2 separate regions of the Mus musculus genome follow, and region 2 is linked to region 1. The links are chromatin contacts, called in public promoter capture Hi-C maps. All regions are on one chromosome and are shown on one strand. Each heading gives the region's core, a stretch centred on a gene start, on an enhancer-like site or on the middle of the called end of the contact. The rest is flanking DNA. Distances are from core to core; before and after follow the strand shown.

The links. Promoter capture Hi-C pulls out the DNA fragments that hold promoters and counts their contacts.
Region 2: a promoter capture Hi-C map of the HPC-7 cell line shows a contact between it and region 1. The contact joins the promoter of Tpm3 here to the promoter of Il6ra in region 1. A contact is called at or near these places in 25 of 39 promoter capture datasets (the 3T3-L1 cell line, 3T3-L1-derived adipocytes, the C10 cell line and 16 more), 6 of 484 Hi-C or Micro-C datasets (bone marrow-derived macrophages, embryonic stem cells, hematopoietic stem and progenitor cells and 1 more), 9 of 115 datasets of contacts at active chromatin or transcription factors (the HPC-7 cell line, bone marrow-derived macrophages, effector CD8 T cells and 6 more) and 4 of 9 other capture datasets (adipose tissue, liver, macrophages and 1 more).

Annotation. Positions count from the first base shown.
Region 1 is chr3:89,911,285-89,917,666 of GRCm38.p6, reverse strand. It overlaps Il6ra (interleukin 6 receptor, alpha), which reads left to right and starts at 4,471. Exons shown (of 10, transcript NM_001310676.1): 1 at 4,471-4,712. The coding sequence starts at 4,628.
Region 2 is chr3:90,071,095-90,076,623 of GRCm38.p6, reverse strand. Tpm3 (tropomyosin 3, gamma) reads right to left here and starts at 3,973. Exons shown (of 10, transcript NM_001293748.1): 1 at 3,774-3,973; 2 at 2,779-2,904. The coding sequence starts at 3,890.

The DNA.
Region 1 (6,382 bases), core at 3,222-5,721:
AGCCTGCCTGGGCTCCAAAAGGTTTAATTTTTTCAGGTCAAAGGTAAGATGGGCTTGCTTGCTGGTTGAGTCAGCCAAGGGTTTCTCCCTCTAGGGGACATGAACGGTAGCTGCACTTATGCAGAAGGGGGATTGAGTCTGGGGGCCCCAAGAAGCGTTTCCCTAAACCAAGTTCTATAACTCCCTCTTCCCTCCTGTGCAACTCCTCAGTGCCTGCTGTGGTGGGCTAGACAGGTGTCCCACAGTCAGTCCTGTGTCTACTGAGACCTCCCTCAGTGAGAGTCCTGGACCAGACCTCAGCCTAGTCTTGACAGCAGCTATGGAGTCTTTATCAAATCACTTCACCTCTCTAAGCCTATCTGACTCTCAGGACTGAGAAACTCAAAAGCAGCTATATTCTTGAGAAAGAAAAAAAAAACAACAAAACAAAACAAAACAAACAAACAAACAAAAAACCTTGCACAATGTCCCAAGAGAAGTGCCCTGGTTTGGATGTGAAGTCCTGTGTTCCTTTGCTGCAGTCACACGGGCTTGTCTGAATTCCCTGCACAGGGTACTTTAGCCTCACCTGCCGTTCATTTCTGCTTCCTGGAGGCCAGATGTCTCCATTCCCAAGTTGAGATTTATCTGATACACTGTTACACCAATAGGAGGGTCTTTTCCTGGAGTTGGCAGGCACCCAGGAGGGGCTGGTAACTCCTGGGGACAGGTAGCAGGAGTCTGACTTGGGGTGGGAGGTTCATGGGGTGGGGGTTGTCAGCAAAGCTCATACACACAGGTTTGATTTCTCTCCTCCTTAACAGTGTTGTCGTAACAACCTGGAATGTTGGCTGGAAAACTGAACTTCCACTAAGTGTAGAGTTCAGACAGCCTCCAAGGAGGAAAGAGACTGCTCAGAGCCCTGAGGAATGTCTTTCCTTACCTTAGATAGAGATCTTCAGTATGTGTTGGGCCCTTCAGCAGGAGATGCAGAGATGAGTTCTTCAGGGTGACAGGGAAGGCAGGGTGGTAAACAAAGTCACATGGCATTTGGGAGGAACACAGGACTCTGGCACCCAAGCTAACCAGTGGATGACAGCTTTCTTGGAATTGAGGAAAGAGACCATTGAGTTTTCTGAAAAAGACAGCCAAGTCCAGGTTTGGCTTTTTTTTTTTTTTTTTTTTTTTTTTAACTTGTGGATTACGTTGGGCCCACACTTGGGGTAATTTTATCTTTCCTTCCTGGATACTGAGGATACATGTGTTCACAGCTATGCTTGGCTTTTTTTTTTTTTAATAGGGTCTTGTCCAGCGTGGCCAGAACCTTGCCACGTTTCCCCCTTAGCCTCTTCAGTGCCAGAATTACAATCATCCACCACCGTGCCTGTCAGAGACGAGTGTGAGGGCAGAGTAGGGTGTAAGACTAAAGGAAAGGAAGGCCTGGCCAGAGGATAAGCTTGAACAAGGCATGCAGATTAGAAACCACGGACATCATTGTAGAAACTTACCTACACGCAAGGCTCTGGTACAGGAAAGAGGGTGGGAAAGTGAAGGTGGACTCTCTGTGTAGCCCTGGATGACCTGGAACTCACTCTGTGGACCAGGCTGGCCTTAAACTCACAGAGATATGCCTGCTTCTGCCTCCCAAGTGCTGGGATTAAAGGCAGGAGCCATCATACCAGGACTTGAAGCACAACACTAATACTTTGTATATTATAAATTCTTACCACACAAATCAGTAAAAAAGGCTCTGAGATGAAGTAGAAACTTGAGTTCTTTGGAAAGTCAGTTGTGTGGCATGGTATTTTGCTGGGGCAAACATGTGACATGAAGGAGTATTTTCCTGAAGCAGACACAAGGTAAAAGGATGTTTTGCTAAAGCAGACCCGTGAAAGGACCCATGATGTAGGATTCTTCTCTAACTACATGCAAGGATCAGTTCACCTTACATTTCATTGTTGAGCTCCATTTGTTGTGACTCCATAGAGAGAAACATACTGGAAACGTTTCTAGTGGTGTTCTGGTGGCTTCTTGCTGCTTCCATGGACTCGGGCAGAGTGATGTCAGCTGATACAGACTCAAGTGGAGTTTTGCTAAGACAGACTCACATACTGAGGCGAGACCCATTTGAGAACACGTTATGTTTGGAGAGCGGATAACTAAGACTCAATGGACAGTGGGAAAGGGCTTGCTTGCATAGCTAGCTTTGCAATGCTTCCTGGTCTTCTTCGCTGATCTTCACTTTGTTAAGAGAAGTAAGGCAAAGAACTTCTCCAGGCCTAATCACTCCTGCTAACTCATGCAGATTCGGCCGAGGCCTGGCTGTTTCTGCTAGGTTGTGCCAACACTGCTGTTGATTTGTGTTTGTTATCCTGACACTACCGACCTGGACTGCTGCTATATTCATCAAGTATTTGCAAGTGGATGGGATTTGCTCCAAAGAACAATTTCTAGACAGATCCACCTCCTAATATCCTAACTACCTAATTCCTGTATCCTAATAACTTTCCATTTCCACTGCCTCTAGGAGGGAGGTTAAAGTGTTTAAAAACCATCATTAAAATTAGGGTTGAGAAATATCTAAACAACACAGAGAAATTAACTATAACTTGCCCAAATCCTACAGCTATCAAGCAGTAGACCTGGGATGGGAACTAAACTCATCTGACTATGGAACACCCCCCCCCCCACACTCCAGGATCAAAACGGGGTGGATGGGGGGAAGCCACTTGGCCAGGGTTGCCGGGTCGTGTCTGAGATGTCTGCTCTTGCCTTCAACATTCCTTCTATCTGAGCTGGCAGCCTTCTGTAGCCTTCCTGTTTCAGGCCAGCAACTTGTCTCTCTGCAATTATTTTCAGGTCTCTGTTTACCACAGAAAGGAAGGAGGCAGCACAATGAGAGTCTGTTGGAAATTAATTATATTTTTAAGATAGGGCAAGTTCCACTATGCTTGCCTCGAACTCTGGATCTTCCTGCCTCAGCCTCCAGAGTTTTGGGATTACAGGTGTGTACTACCACATCCTCTTGCTATTTAATCCCATTTTAAATAGCAGGAGAAAAAAATATGTATTTTTTTTAGACAGGGCCTTAGACTCACAGCTATTCACCTGCTTCTGCTTCCCAAATGCCTGCCCCACCACAGGGAGAGAGAACAACCATGCCTTTCTCTCCGACTTATAGCGTGGCTGAGGAAGTGCCATCAAAACCAATCCCATTGTCCTGGGTACAGGTTTGGTTCTGACATCCACAGAGAGCGGTGGATGCCTAGGTCTGAGGCCAGCATGTTGCTTAAATAAGGTCATGTCTTATTTAGGGGTTCAGCCAGCACACACACATTCCAGTTGCCCCATGGACTCTAATCAGCTGAACCCTGAAATGGAAGAATACATTAAAACATACTGGTGTAGGTCCAGGGCTCCCCATCTACATTTTCTTTTCTTTCTTTTTTTTTTCTTATCCCTTCCCTTCTCCCTCTTGCTCCGGCCCGGCTCGCTCAGGCCCATAGGTTTTATTTGTTTCTCATTACAGATGGTTGTGAGCTACCATGTTGCTGGGATTTGAACTCATGATCTCCGGAAGTCAGTCAGTGCGTTTAACCGCTGAGCCATCTCACCAGCCCTAAATTTTCTTTTCAGTGTGTTTCTTTCCCTCTGCATTTGCATGGGAAGCTGCCCTGTAGCTTCAAGCTCTGTAGCTTGGAAGGGAACCTTGGTGGAGTCTGGTAAATAGCAAACGCCGGTTCCTTTGTGTCCAGTCAAGTCATGATGGGTAATCAAAGCCCTACTCCTTGTTGAGCAGTTAGGCTCCAGGTACATCGACAGTGTTTCCAGGAATCTTTATCATGGGCTTAAAAATACATCTCTAATAGGTGAGAAAACTGAGACTTCCGGATCGGGATAGCAATCTTGAGGAGGGTAACACATGTGTCTCTGGGCCAGACTCAAAAGCGCACACTGGTTTCGTTGCCTCTGCAGTAGCCTTCAAAGAGCTGCTCCTCCACTGGAAGATGAGAGGAAATCTTTTTCTCAGGTTATGGACGCCTAAGTTTTCCTTCAGACCAATTAAATCACAATCTCTGGGCTCGAAGCAGACATCGGTGTCTTTTCGGATTCCCTGTTTGATTCCCGTAAGCACCCAGGACACTGACCTGCCTTCTACTTTAACAGCCAGAGCCACTGGCTGGCGCTCATGAAAGCAAAACTCAAGCGGAGGCGCGGATGGAAGGAAGGAGGGGGATATTTCTCCTTATCTCAGCGTCAAAACCTGGGGAGGGGCCCTGGTGGGGGTCCCTGGGGGCTCAGGTGTGGCGCGGCTGCAGGAAGTAACCCCCTCCGGTGGCCCGGAGCGCTGGCCGATTGCGCCATCCTACTGGGCTTTCGTAACCGCGAGCCGGGGCTGCCAAGAGGAGCTTCAGCACCGGTTCCTCAAATGTTTCACTGTTGCCAGGACGGCCGGCTGCTGTGTGTCACGTGCATGTGGGAAGTCGCGCCCACACCGATCTGAGCCACGCCGGGGCGAGCGCTCGCAGTGCGAGCTGAGTGTGGAGCCCGAGGCCGAGGGCGACTGCTCTCGCTGCCCCAGTCTGCCGGCCGCCCGGCCCCGGCTGCGGAGCCGCTCTGCCGCCCGCCGTCCCGCGTAGAAGGAAGCATGCTGACCGTCGGCTGCACGCTGTTGGTCGCCCTGCTGGCCGCGCCCGCGGTCGCGCTGGTCCTCGGGAGCTGCCGCGCGCTGGGTAAGAGGAACCCGGAGCGGGCGTGGGGAATGTGACACTGTCTGGTTCCGTTCGCAGAGTGAGCCCCGCCGGTACCGGCTGCTAGCCTGGGCTGACTCACCTGTGCTGACGCGGTGGAGGTTCGCGCGCCCCCTGTTGCGTCTAGCGCCTATAACTGCGTGCTCCTGTCTGTGTCTGGCCAGTTACCTCAAGTCTGAGTACAGGACAGTGTGTTTTCCTGAAACCTGACTCTGGTGTCTGGTTCCCAGTGTTCCCAGTCTTACTCAACTGCATCCCGGGTCGCTCCAAAAAGAGATACCCAGAGGGCGCGCCCTAGTGGAACAGTAGTAGTCCCTTCTGGAGAGTCCTTTATGCCACTGGCTCTCTCTGCTTTAGTTGTGGCACCTCGCGTGGCTTTCCTTAGTTCTACTACATTCCATGTCGTGTGTAATGACAGTGACCCGACGGTGAAGGGTCTGACATCATGGGCTCTGAGTCATGGGTGTTCCCGCCTCACAAACTTACTCCTTTAGCCAACTAGCCCTAGCATGCAGAATGCCAACACCCACATCCATCCCAATCCTGTGAGTTTGACAGCAAAGGATGTGGGACCTCTTGGAACTGTGCCTCCGCCCCCTGCCCCAGCCCTCCCTGATTAGCAGGTGGACCAGGCGGAGGGTAGGGTAGGGGCACTGTGTTTACCTTCCTTGCACTCTGCCTTGTAGGTCTAGGCCTCTCTGTGGGCTCTGGCTTCAGGCCCAGCAGCCTGCCTGGTCTCTTCTGGAGGAACTGGGAGACTGCTTCTCTACAGGTTATTTTAGGGGCTGAGGGCTTATTCAACAACATAGAAAGAGCCAAAGGACATGGGGGAGATTTATCCTGTGCTGGTCGTGGGGACAGTGGCTTCCAGGCTTTCTTTCTGCCTGGAAGGTAGAATTCCTCAAGCTTGGTTTGTTACCCCTACCTATATTTTCTTTATATATATATATATAAAGAAAATATATATATATATTAGACAGGCTCTCCCATAACCCAGGCTGGCCTCAAACTTGTGCCTCTTCTGCCTCTATCTCTTGAGTGCTGGGATTTCAGGTATTAACCCACCCTGTATTTTACACGTTTTTAATCCTCTACAGGATTGACATAAAGCTTTGGGAGGAGCCTGAGGTTCAGAGAGATGCAATGGGAAGCATCAGGCCCCTCCGTGTCTCAGTGTTCTCCTGTGGGTACAGCTGAGGGCGTCTGGGGTAGGCTGAGCACCACTATCATCTGGTGGGATTCTGGGGGAGAAGACACTGATGAAAGAGAAGATCCCCGCTTAGCTGTTCATGGTGCCAGGCAGGACTGAGGTCCTCTCTTCCATCTTGGGAGAGCAGGACTGGGCCTCTCTGCCTGTCTCAGTTACTACTCAACATACCCCAGCGCCCCCACCACCACTTCCCTTTGTTCCTAAGGAGCTGCAAGGCACTTCGGAGACAGCGAGTTCTGTTTTCCTGTGGTTCAGAAAGGACACCCAAGGGTGGGGGTGTCTTCTGACCCAAACAGCCTTTAGAAGGCAGAACTGGGAGTCTGGGGAGGAAGTGAAAGCCCTGCCAGTTTAGAAGGAAGAGGCAGAGAAGTCCCCAGCCCATCTCCCACACCCACACTTGCACAGCTACAAACTGGAGAGTGACAATCAAGAAACAAGCACC
Region 2 (5,529 bases), core at 2,724-5,223, 160 kb before region 1:
AAACTATAACAGTAGCTAATAAACTCTGGGAAGAAAAAACAGGATTGGGCTGACCTTGCCACACCAGTGCCCTCTCTTTGTTCAAGCAGCCCTAAAAAAATCCCACACATTCAGGAAGGCTTCTCAGATAACCAAACTACTAGTGTAGACACGTAGCAGTTGGCTCCCTCATTCCTGTTTACTTATTTATTAATCTCAAGGTCGGAGGCTAAGCTGTTAGCCCTTTTTGTATTAGACAGAGCACCCTCTCCACAATGATGCACACATTCCGATCTTCGTTCTCTAAGTAAACCTCAGCGCTCTTCCCTGGTCCATGCTCTTCTCAGCTCCTACAGACACCCTCCTTGCTTTCTTGTTCTCTTCAAAGCAAAGGTCAGCAAAGTTTTAGTAAAGGGCCAGATGGAATGTCTGGCTTACAGGTCATGTGGACTCTATAGCAGTTATTTTATTGCACAGGAAAAAAAAAAAAACACTAGACATGTGTTCTCATAATACTTTACTTCCAAAACCAGTCTGTGGCAGGCTTAGCCCACAGGTGGTACTTGGAGAAAAGATGCCTTTCTTCCTGCTTCTGTTTCAACAAATTTCCCCCTCTTTTTTGTTTATTTGTTGTAGTTTTGTTTTGTTTGAAACAGATTCTCTCTCTATAGCCATAGCTGTTCTGGAACTCACCATGTAGACTAGGCTGTCCTCAAACAAAGATCTGCCTGCCTCTGCTGCCCTGCCCAGTCAATTTCTTGTTCTTGTATGGATCAATGAGAGGTACTTACTGAGTATGTGAGAAGGTAACAAAGGAGACAGGAGTAAGTTGAGGATTTAAAATAAGACAAAATTTTACATATTTAAATTTTTTTAGCCAGGTAGTGCTGGAACAGAGAGGGAGCAGCTTGTACCGGACAAGACTTTTAGACACTGAGGCTGCCTTTAGTGCTTGTCACCAGATTTGCATCACTAATCTCTGGTATTGTATATTCTAACACTCACTACACTGAGACTTTGAAAGAGGACAGCCTGGGCTAAAGAATGGCTCGGCGGGTAAGAGCACTGACTGCTCTAACAGAGGTCCTGAGTTCAAATCCCAGTAACCACATGGTGGCTCACAATCACCCATAATGAGATATTATACCCTCTTCTATCTGAAAACAGCTACAGTGTACTTATATCTAAATATTAGTAATAATAAATAGTTATATATAGTAAATTAATCTTGTTTTGTTTTGTTTTGGTTTTGGTTTTTTTTTTGTTTTTTGTTTTGTTTGTTTGTTTGTTTGTTTGTTTTCAAGACAGGGTTTCTCTGTATAGCCCTGGCTGTCCTGGAGCTCACTTTGTAGACCAGGCTGGCCTCGAACTCAGAAATCTGCCTGCCTCTGCCTCCCAAGTGCTGGGATTAAAGGTGTGCGCCACCACGCCCGGCTGTTTTTTGGTTTTTTTTTTGTTGTTTTTTTTTGAAACAGTGTTTCTCTGTGTAGCCCTGGCTGTCCTGGAACTCACTCTGTAGACCAGGCTAGCCTCAAACTCAGAAATCCGCCTGCTTCTGCCTACCAAGTGCTAGGATTAAAGGCGTGCGCCACCACTGCCCAGCAAATAAATACATCTAGAAAATATATTAGAAAAAAAAAAAAAAAGAAAGAAAGAGAAGAGCAGATGCCTCCCAGCAAAGACTGAACGTGAGCATCTAAATGCGTCCGTCGGGAGTGATCCACTCTGTCCTTTAAGCTGTTTTCCAAAACCAAACATGATTTAAAATAACATCAGCTTCTAGTTTTCTCCTCACCTGGATGCTGAGAACTGTGTATGATATGCCTGTGTAACTGACATATCCTTTTGTTGTTTTTGTTAAAACCCCTATGGGCTAGGTAAATGTAGCTGGTTGGAGGGCTGAATTTAATCCCCAGCACCCCAAATAAAAAATAAACCATCCTGTGGTACTTTTCTTCAAAGCAGATGTCCTATATAGTCTTGTGTTTCTCTTTGCAGCAAACGTCAGTGTTGGAAATGAAGGAAAGTGGGTACCAAACTGTAGTAGGAGGTGGGCAGAGGCAATTCATTTTCGTTTTAAGAGGGGAAAAGGCTCTTAAGAACTATGTAATTTATTCAGGGCTGTAGAGTAAGATCTAGGGGTACTGCCTTAGCCTGCTTCCCAGTTTCTGTTATAGTTCACCCTTGATACGTCACTGCTCTCCTATGATCAGAGTTCTCTGTAGCATCTCTATGGCATAAAGGCAGATGTCCACCTTGGCTAGGACAAATAAACCCATATAGGGCCAAGGTCAGTGTGACCTCCATTTTCTATTGTGAAATCTAAGCTGGCTTTCTTGGGTAACTGAGAGATGAGAGGCTCCCTATTAATACACACATGCACATGCCAAACCTTGTACACAAAAGCTAAGAATGTGGCATGGGGGGGTGGGGGAGTGGATACCTGAGAGCATGCATCTGGATGTGGAGGCCCCTCCTTTGTCCAGGTTCTGGAAAAGGTCATTAGATTACTGCGAAGGAGGTTGAATAGTGCAGAAATGAGATCTCTCTCTCTCTCTCTCTCTCTCTCTCTCTCTCTCTCTCGTGCATGTGTGCTAGTGTAGAACCCAGGGATCCATGCACGTTAGGAAAGCATGCTGCCACTGAACTATGCCCTCAATCTCAACATGTCTTTGAGTAAGAAAGTATACCCCAACAGAAGAGCATGCCAGCGCATTGTCATGTGCAAGAGTATTATGTTGGCATATGTCCCCACAGTCTATGGGTAAGAAGGCAAATAAGCCATCCCCCAATACTCACGTCGGCTGCCTTCTTCTCTGCTAGCTCCAGCTTCTCCTGAGCATCCTTTAAAGCTTCCGAATACTTGTCCAGCTCATCCTCTGTCCCTTTCAGCTTCTTCTGCATGGTTGCTAGTTCATCCTCTAGCTGGAGCCAGAGCCCAGAGAGTAACACACAAAGACATAAACACAACAGTGTATACTTGGACTCCAAAGAGCACTGAGCCCAGCCCCAGGAGAGACACACTTCTTCAGCCATGCTCCAGGCATCAGGCTATGGCTTCACCTCAGACCCTATAATGTCTGGCCCCAAGGTGACCAAGTCATCTGGTGCTTTAATGCAAGACTGTTGAATGATAAACATCTAGTGGGGAAGCTTATTTCTGTGATGTTACAGAGAGAGACAGAGAGACAGAGAGAGTTGGATCATTCCTTACCCTTTGCTTTAGAAGTAAGACATTCTTCAAAATGTGGTCTACTTCTACTTAAGTCCTGCAGGCACACTGTGGCTAGGAAGAGGCCACCGGCTTTCTCAAGGTCACATGACAGTGCAAAGGGGCTACCCTAAAGCAATGGTGCTCAGCCTTTCTAGTGCTGAGACCTTTTCATACAGTTCCTCATGTGGTGGAGACCCCCACGCATAAAATTATTTTCATTGCTATTTCATAACTGTTAATTTTGCTACTGTTTAAATCATAATGTAAGTATCTGTGTTTTCTGATGGTCTTAGGCAACCCCTGTGAAAGGGTTAATGACCCAAAGGGGTCTCAACTCTCAGGTTGAGAACTGCTGCCCTAGATGTTCAGGGGGAGGGGCTTCATTGAGACTGGGGCATTCCTCCCACCCAAAAAAGAAGCTGGCCCAGTGGTCACTGCCTCTCCCATGAACCCCCTGCCCCTCTGGCTGCCTTGAAACTCAGCCTCCTGAGTGCTGGGATTACAGGGGTGTGTGCCACCATTGCCTGGACCATCTCTGTCTTGCAACCAGCAAGTGGGAAAGGTCCATACCAGCACCTACCTGCTTGCTTCTTTCTTCTGCCTGTTTCTGCTCAGCTTCAGCTTGCTCAGCTCGGTCCAGAACATTCTCTTTGTCTAACTTCAGCATCTGCATCTTTTTCTTGATGGCCTCCATCATGAGCTGTGACCGTTGGTGGGCTCACCTGTGAACACTGGAGAACTGGAGGCTGGGGCCAGAGAGGAAGGGCTGCCACCCGGGTCACTCAAAGTTCCCCAGGTTTGAACCTTTATCTGTGCTTGCGGCTCCACCTCTTCTTCCTAACATGGTCTTTCTAGCTCCCTCCCATCCCTTCACTGTTCCCCTGGGGGAACACAGGGTCAGACACATTGATAGACTGACATCACCAGCAAGAAAAAAAAAATTGAGGAACAGCTGAGGCTGATTTTAGACAATGGAAAGTGGGGGTGGGGGAGGTTCTCCCTGACCTTGAAACTTTCCACTCGTTCTTGGCAGCTCTGTGGGTCCCTCAAAAGTAGAGGAACAGAAGAGGGGGGAACACTGAAGCACAGAAGGGTACTTTAGCAGTTCTCGCCACCAGAGGGGTCCTAGTAGCCTTCAGATCTCTCATTCTCCCCTTGGACTATATTGGATATGGACCAAACTCTACTGGTTTGGTCTTTGGATTCCTGGTATCTAAGGAGCGTGGTCAACAGTGACGATGGGAGGTCACTCATGATCGTTGACAATTCCCCCAGATTGACAGTTGGGATTGCTGGGCTATTTTGGGATTCTCTAATAGGCAAGGAGACATTAGTCTGTAAAGGCCATAGGATAAAGTTGAAGGCCTGGGATCTGAAAGGGTATCTCAGGGTGTCAAGTGGGATGAGAAACAAGGAGGTCACAGAACAGGATCACGTTTTCTCATAGCGACCTTAAAATAGAAGGTCTGACATACTGAAGACTGTCGCTTTCCTCTACTCCTCTTCAACTGCTCCCTCTGTGGCCCCCTCCCCAGCCCGCTGTCCACCATGCCATTATAGTGTCCACCAGCTCTACTTCCCCCAGTGTAGTGCCAGCTATGCTCATAATTCCACTTGGAATCTTGCTATTGACAGGTGGCAATTGATCCCATACACAGTTGCCATATACCCATCTATGCCAGAGGAGTGGACACTGTTCAAGGTGACCGGACTGGAGCTAGCAGAGCAAGTAGAAGTGGTTCTAATTAATTCATAATGTCAAGGATAGTTAGTGTTGAGGCTAAACCACAGCAGTGTGGGACCGGAGTCAAGCATCAGGGTGGGGGCAGGGGCAGAGCCGGCTCCCTCTCGAGAGCCTCCCTGTTAAGAACAGACTGATACTAACAGACTGGGAGGAGAGACTTCCAGCTAACTGTTGGAAGAAAGCAAAGAAAACAAGCACCCCCAATTGAGAGGCCAGTCAGGAAAAGGGGACAAGAGAGAACCAGAGAAAGGACATGTATGGGTTGATAGAGAAGAGGGCAATAGAGAGGAGAAAAAGACAAGAGCAGAAGACAAGGAGGAGAGATACATCCTTTCTACCATAGGGGGCAAGATATATGAAGAGTTGCTCCTCAAATTTCAGCTCTCTCCCACTTCCACATGAGCCTTCCGGGTTAACATGGGCTCTATATACATCTCTTTTAGGAGAGTTGTGGAGAGAAATTTAGTTAGAAAAAGAATCGCCAGGCACGGTGGTGCATGCCTTTAATCCCAGCACTTGGGAGGCAGAGGCAGGTGGATTTCTGAGTTCGAGGCCAGCCTGGTCTACAGAGTGAGTTCCAGGACAGCCAGGG